Linked DNA regions of Mus musculus: region 1 is linked to region 2. The links are chromatin contacts, called in public Hi-C maps. All regions are on one chromosome and are shown on one strand. Each heading gives the region's core, a stretch centred on a gene start, on an enhancer-like site or on the middle of the called end of the contact. The rest is flanking DNA. Distances are from core to core; before and after follow the strand shown.

Evidence for each region. A called contact is a pair of places that touch in the nucleus more often than the background predicts.
Region 1: a contact with region 2 is called in a Hi-C map of trophoblast stem cells, with 8 times the contacts expected there. The contact joins the enhancer-like site here to the promoter of Cysltr1 in region 2. A contact is called at or near these places in 1 of 39 promoter capture datasets (macrophages), 2 of 484 Hi-C or Micro-C datasets (the BV-2 cell line and trophoblast stem cells), 5 of 115 datasets of contacts at active chromatin or transcription factors (the SCID.adh cell line, bone marrow-derived dendritic cells, bone marrow-derived macrophages and 2 more) and 4 of 9 other capture datasets (adipose tissue, liver, macrophages and 1 more).

What each region holds. Positions count from the first base shown.
Region 1 is chrX:106,749,737-106,753,264 of GRCm38.p6, forward strand. No RefSeq gene overlaps it. Among named protein-coding and RNA genes, the nearest start is that of Rtl3, 89 kb to the right of the region's middle. Within about 2 kb of position 1,750, at least 3 of the 459 cell types and tissues checked have an H3K27ac peak or open chromatin away from gene starts, as enhancers often do. A contact at or near this core is called in trophoblast stem cells, where this site is marked.
Region 2 is chrX:106,602,114-106,605,226 of GRCm38.p6, forward strand. It overlaps Cysltr1 (cysteinyl leukotriene receptor 1), which reads right to left and starts at 1,566. Exons shown (of 4, transcript NM_021476.5): 1 at 1,122-1,566. All of the region lies in intron 1 of Gm5127 (predicted gene 5127), which reads left to right.

The DNA.
Region 1 (3,528 bases), core at 500-2,999, 150 kb after region 2:
CTGACAAATACAGAGATGGATGCTCTTAGCCAATCATTGGACCATGCTACTCCTTTTAAATCAACCCTACTCATCACTAATGTCCCTAGAAATACCTATTTTGATTCTTCATAGTCTTTTGGGGTTCAACCCCCCAGAATGTTATATGAACAAAATAACACAAAACATGGCTCTGTCCTTGAGGTTTTTCTTTGGCAAAATAGATGTCTGGTTTGTTTATGTTGCTTGAGTAAATTGTTCTTTTATAGTGCAATGTAGTGCTCTAAAATATGCATATGTTGTCATCTGTTTATCGAGCTTTTAATTCTTCAACCTGGGTTGTTTTATGTTTTGGCTATTTTGGATAAAACGTCTAGGAACGTTTATATACAAAAATTTTTGTGTGAACATACTTTTTCATTACTGTTTGATGCACACCTCAGAATGCAATTGTTGGGTCACTCACTATCATGCATTTAACATTACTGAAAACAACTGCCAAACTCTTTTCTAAAGTGGCTACAATATTTTGTATTCCCTTAGGGTAATCAGGTAACCTTTGACTCAATTCTAATACATTTTTTTCATTCAGATTTGTGTTCTTTTCTCTCCTTAGTTGTTTCTCCTTCCCCCACCCTCTTCTCAGAATAGACTTTATCTTTTTAAATGTTTTATTTATTTACACTCCAAATGTTGCTCCCTTTCTGGACTCCCTCAAAGAATTCTTCACCCCATCTCTTCTCTGCTTTGCCTCTTGAGAGTGTGTTCTCTTCTTACTCAGTAAGAAGTGAATATTAGCAAAAAAATATACAAAATATCCAGGGTACAATCCACAGAACTCAAGAAGGTAAACAAACTGAAGGGCCCAAGTTAGGATGCCTTAATCCCACTTGGGAGGGAGAAGAAATAAATCACAGGAGGGTGGAGGGAGGGAGAGAGGGACCTTTGTGGGAAAGGGGATAGGGAGGGAAAGAGTGGAACAAGATCAGGTATTGAGTGGAGGGAACAGAACTGAAGCTCTGAGGGCCAACAGAAAGAATGGATACCAGAAACCTTGGGAGGTTGGGGGTGGTGTCTCTAGAATGTAACAGAGACCTGGAAGGTGAGAGACTCAGAACTCATAGGGAGGGACTGTAGATGAAATACCCAACAGTAGGGAGAGAGAACTTGTAGAGTACATCTCCAGTAGAAAGACAGGTCATCAAGTGGAGGGATGAGGTTGCCATCCCACAGTTACAACTCTGAACCATAATTGTTCCTTTTTGAAAGAACTGGAGGGACAAAAAAATGAAGAAGAGCCTGAAGAAAAGTAGGTCCAGTGACAGGCCCAAAGTGAGATCCAGCTCAAGGGGAGGCCTCAAGGCCTTACACTATTACTGAGGCTACGGTGTGCTTACAAACAAGAGCATATCATGACTGCCCTCCAAAAGGCCCAACAAGCAGCTGGAAGAGCCAGATGCAGATATTTACACTCAACCAATAAACAGAAGTCAGTGGCTCCTGTGGTTGAATTAGAGAAAAGCTGGAAGAAGCTGAGGAAGAGAGCGACCCTGTAGGAGGATAAGCAGTCTCAACTAACCTGGGCCCCCAAAATCTCTCAGACACTGGACCACCAACCAGGCAGCATATACCAGCTGATATGAGGCCCCCAACACATATACAGCAGAGTACTGCCAGGTCAGGACTCAGTCAGAGAAGACGCACCTAACCCTCAAGAGACTTGAGGCCCCAGGAAGTGGGAAGGTCTGATGGGATGGAGGTAGGGTTGAGAACACCCCTTAGAGATGGTGGGGGGAGGAGGTATGGAATGTGGAACAGTCAGAAGGTGGACAGGGAAGGACATAATGTCTGGACCTTAAAAAAATTAAAGAATAAATACAAAAGGAAAAAAATCCTTATTTAAAGAGTCCTTGAAATCACCAATATTAAACCAGATAGGGTCTCTTGATGAGTAGAAACTCACAGTTTTGGTTAGGCTTGATGGAGACAATAAGCCCTTAGAATTTTCCTGACTCTGCCCTGACTCCACAGTTTGAGAGTTACTGGTATATACTGCTGTGCCTGGTTTATATTTATATGCTAGGTGCCTCGGACCAGCCTCAGTCGACTCCCCTCAAACAGCTGGAGAAATCAGGGTTCTGGACAGGTGGTCCAAGAGTTGTCGAGAAATGACAAACAAATTCGGACACAAGGGAGTGTGCTGTATCTGAATGCAGTTTGTCAAATCAAGCATCAAACGTTTCATACAGAAGAAAATAGGGAAGTTAGGTGACACATAGGCAAGGTACAATGAGGTTACCGGATGCTTAATGACTCTAACACAAAACAGAGGAATGCAAACACAAAGACTGGCAGGAACTGGGCAATAAAACAACTGAGACAAAATCAGCTCTATTCTTAGGTCAGCTATATTCTTAGAAGCCAGGTGTGAGGTCTTTACACTCCTGGGGCAAGGGCTTTCACACCCAAGTCATAGTTCTAATTAGAGAGTTCCACTCTAGCTAACCATCTCATGAATAATGCAATACTCTAAGATCACAGCCCGATCTACTTCCTAAACCATTGTAAATTCCTGTATATGGGAGTGACTTGGCTTTTATTCTAAGTGATAGTGTGTGGGGACTTTCTACTAATAAGTAATGTAGTCTGCCATACATAACTATAATAAGAATTCTAAACTTACTTTGCTAAGCTTGTCCTGAGATTTCTACCTCTATGTAGTAGATAGTAATGATTTCTTTCACTATCTCTCTTACAATACTAGAGGCAATTCTGAATTTCACTGAATAGGCAACATTCTTACTGAATTCCAAGCCCGGGATCGTCTCAAGCATTGGTGAAGGCCAGGAAGCAAAGTTCGATTTTGCTTAGCTATTTGGCAAGTCATTGCTTGGAGGCACCTATAATAAAACAATACTGAAAGAGAGCACACAGATCCATTGGCAAGGACAAGTTTGGATCATTCGTTATACAGGATGCCACAGTTCCAGGAGACTAAGTTTCAGTGAATGTTTGCTTTTGGCCTGTCATGCGGTCACTACTGGAGTGGATGTAGCAGCTAGGGACTTGAATTCAGATCCTCTTGTTTGCAGAACAAGCATTTTTCTCCACTGTCAAATGAAGCTAATAGCACTAGTCTTGCTTTGCTCCATATATCTCAAGGTTCTCGTGAAAATTAAATTAGGGGATGCTTAGCAGAATTTTGAAAGAAATGTGAGTGTGTGATCAGAAGACTCTAGTACTGGTACTACTTCACCCACTTTCCCTCTTTTTACTTCTTCTAGTCAGTAAGTTGCTTTTGAAAATGCTGCTCTTGTTATTGCTATAGCACTGAGATGATTCTAGAGTAATTCTAACAGCAAGTCATTCACTGACCCAGTATAGAGCAAAAGTCTACTCATTAAAATAAAACTAATTTGTTAAGATATGGAAATTTGCCGGGCATGGTGGCTCACAACTTTAATCCCAGCACTGGGGAGGCAGAGGCCGACGGATTTCTGAGTTCGAGGCCAGCCTGGTCTACAAAGTGAGTTCCAGGATAGCCAGGGC
Region 2 (3,113 bases), core at 316-2,815:
ACAGGAAATAATTTTTCAGTGACTTAAACTTGATGCCACAGATATGATAAATTTAAAATTATCTAGACACAAATTTTATCTAAAATATACTCTGGTAATAATACTTTATAAATCTTTATAAAATGTTTGCTATCATTCTTAAAGCAGTATACAAACAGATCCAAGTTAGATGCCCTCTAACTATATGGTAGTTTGATCTCCTTGATTTCAAAACAATTGCAGAGACAGGGATTTAGAACCACTGAATTTAAAAAGGTAGTGCCTGCCAGTCTATTTGCATACCATTGAAAATAGCTAAGAAGACAAAAAAACGTTCTTGTCCCATGTGGTTGATTAAATTGTATGACTTCTTAGTCTAATGTTAACCTAGTGAGTTTAGCCCTAAGTTACAAAGTAGGTCATAGGTATTTCTACTAGTTGTCTGTAAGTTGATAGGGCTTTCTTTCTGTAGTCTTGAGTCAAATGGCCAGTTTCTAGCAGCGTGGTGTGTTGCAAGGAAATTCCTTAACCTGTCTGAGTCACTTTTCTCTTTACCTAAGAGAGGGGCCTGGGGGAGGGTAGAATGAGAACTATGATGAGAATGAAGGAGTGGGGGAAAGAGGGACATCCTGTCTCAATTATAGGATGCAAAGAAGGTGAAAAGTGTGAAACTTTGAGCAGGATGTAAAGTGAATTAAGTAAGAAGAAAACAAAGCATGAAAGTGCCTCGTGAAAAGTCTAGGTCAGCCCCCAACTGGTTGGTTTACGTGCAGCAGCAGCCGCTGAACACATTCTTTCCACATTTAAATCTGCATTACAGAAGCTCCAGGGTAGCCTTAAGATGGGAGCTTGAGGCCGATTTTGCACTTCTGGCTGAGTCGTAAAGGTGCTGGAGGCTTGAGGAATGCCACCTCAACAGTTTGCCATTTTGAGCGTGCAACAGAGGCAGTGAGCTACACTTGCTGACAGGCTGATTAGACGATCAGAGCTCTGGCCAAGAACCAAAGCCGAAAGAATGCAGATGTTCAGATTAGCAGCTTAATTCAAGGCAGATAAGGCAGGGCAGTTATCCACAATCTCTGAGGCATTTGGTAGAATCTGCCATCAGTTCAACTTTGCTCCAACCAACCCAATTTTCTTACCTGCTGATTCCAAGCTTCACAGTTTAAGGTCCTTTTGCTCCCTGAAGCAAGATCCAAATCTTCAGAAATTCCAACCTGCTAGTCTCCTGGTGAGCTAACCCTGGATGGTGAGCTGCAAATAAGTCTGGATATTCGGGATGGTCCACTCCATTCACAGGGCTCCTGCTCTTTAGGAATGTTTCTTTTCCAGAGGAGAGAGGTCAGGCCATGGCACATTTGCTAGCCAATAGACCTCGACTCTTCTTCCTGTTTCTTAGTACTTCTCAAGCCGCTTCAACCCCGCCAGAGTTTGGCTTCCCTGGTTTAAAGTGGGGGAAGGGAAAGAGCGGAGAGGGAAGAAGAATAGAAACTGGAGACTTGCACGTAATATGCACAAATGAGTGTTTATCTCTGGCTACTGCAATAGAATCCTCAGGAAGTCATGCAGCTGCTCTGAGGTGGGAAGTAAGGAGGAGTGTCTGCTGTTCAGCTTACTTCTCTCTGATTTTTATGACTGGAGGGTGCTTAGGCTATTTGTAGGCGGGGAAAAGATAATCCTACCAGTATATGCTAATATATCTGGCATTATGTGAAACTTGATCTTAAGATATACTTCCTCTTTACCTCTCTCCTTCCATATATCCTCTCTCCTTCACAGGCTGTATGTGTGTGTGTCCCCCTCCTTCATGAAATTTGTGATTCTATAAGAATTTTGAAAAGCATTTTTCTTTTTGATTGTCTCATATCCTAGGAGGAAAAGGACATGCCAATCTAGAGTGTGCTAATTAGAACCTGAGGTGTGATTTGATGTTGAAGACAAATTGATAAGATTTTGAAGTAAACTGGGTGAATGAACTACTTTGAATTTTACTATGAAAGTCCTGTGTTGGGATACACACACACACACACACACACACACACACACACATTGTGTAAACGTAGCCTTATTATTAATAACTAGTTGGAAGGACTTGTAAATGTCCTTATAACAGTGGCTTTCTGGCCAGTTATGGGCTACAAGAAAGAAATTTCTCAAATTTTCCATCTTTAGGCAGCCTAATGACTTTACAGTCACTCTTTATCCTCTTCCACGGAATCCTTGGATGCAGTGGTAATGATGATGCTTGGGAGAAAAGGTCGTCCAAGAACATTTAAAAGGGAAGCAAACATTTGGATTCAAGAGCAGACTTTAATCCTATCTTGGGAATTTTATTGCTATTTTAGCCAGTATTTATTCAATGGAATTGAGTTTATAAGAGATACAGAGTATAAAGTTTTACTTCCCCTCCAGTATGTGTTGTTTTCAAGGAGTTTGAGTTATGGCAGAAGGGGTATTTTTTTTTAGATACTGAAGAAAAGTGCTTTAAGATAGCACCACTTGGGGCTGGTGAGATGGCTCAGTGGGTAAGAGCACCCGACTGCTCTTCCAAAGGTCCAGAGTTCAAATCCCAGCAACCACATGGTGGCTCACAACCATCTGTAATGAGATCTGATGCCCTCTTCTGGTGTGTCTGAAGACAGCTACAGTGTACTTACATATAATAAATAATAAATAAATCTTAAAAAAAAGAAAAGATAGCACCACTGTTGGTGTAGCATCGAGGGGGTGCCCCCCCCCTCTGACTTCTTTATTTCTTTAGTTGTGTCTCTGTTCCTGAGTGATGGGAAGAACAGGCTTTCCATCAGCTCTGACAGGGCTTCACTTTCTATTAGCTGCTCCAATCTTACTGTGTTTTCTGGAACTGACTGCATTCCATTTCTCCTTTCCTTCTCTCGCCATCCTTTCTTCTCCATCCAGTTTCGTTGCAGCTATCGCCTTACATTTTCAGAAGATGTTAACAGGGTAGACTGACACCTCTCTACTGTTACCTCCCTGCTTCCCTCTCCTCACTTTCCTAGATGCTTTTCAGTTCTGACATTTTAAAAAGTGTGGTAGAGAAGATCAAGTAAGGAGAGCGCTGGAAAATGGGTCTTCACATATATATTAGATGATGAATCTGTGTTAGTAAAACA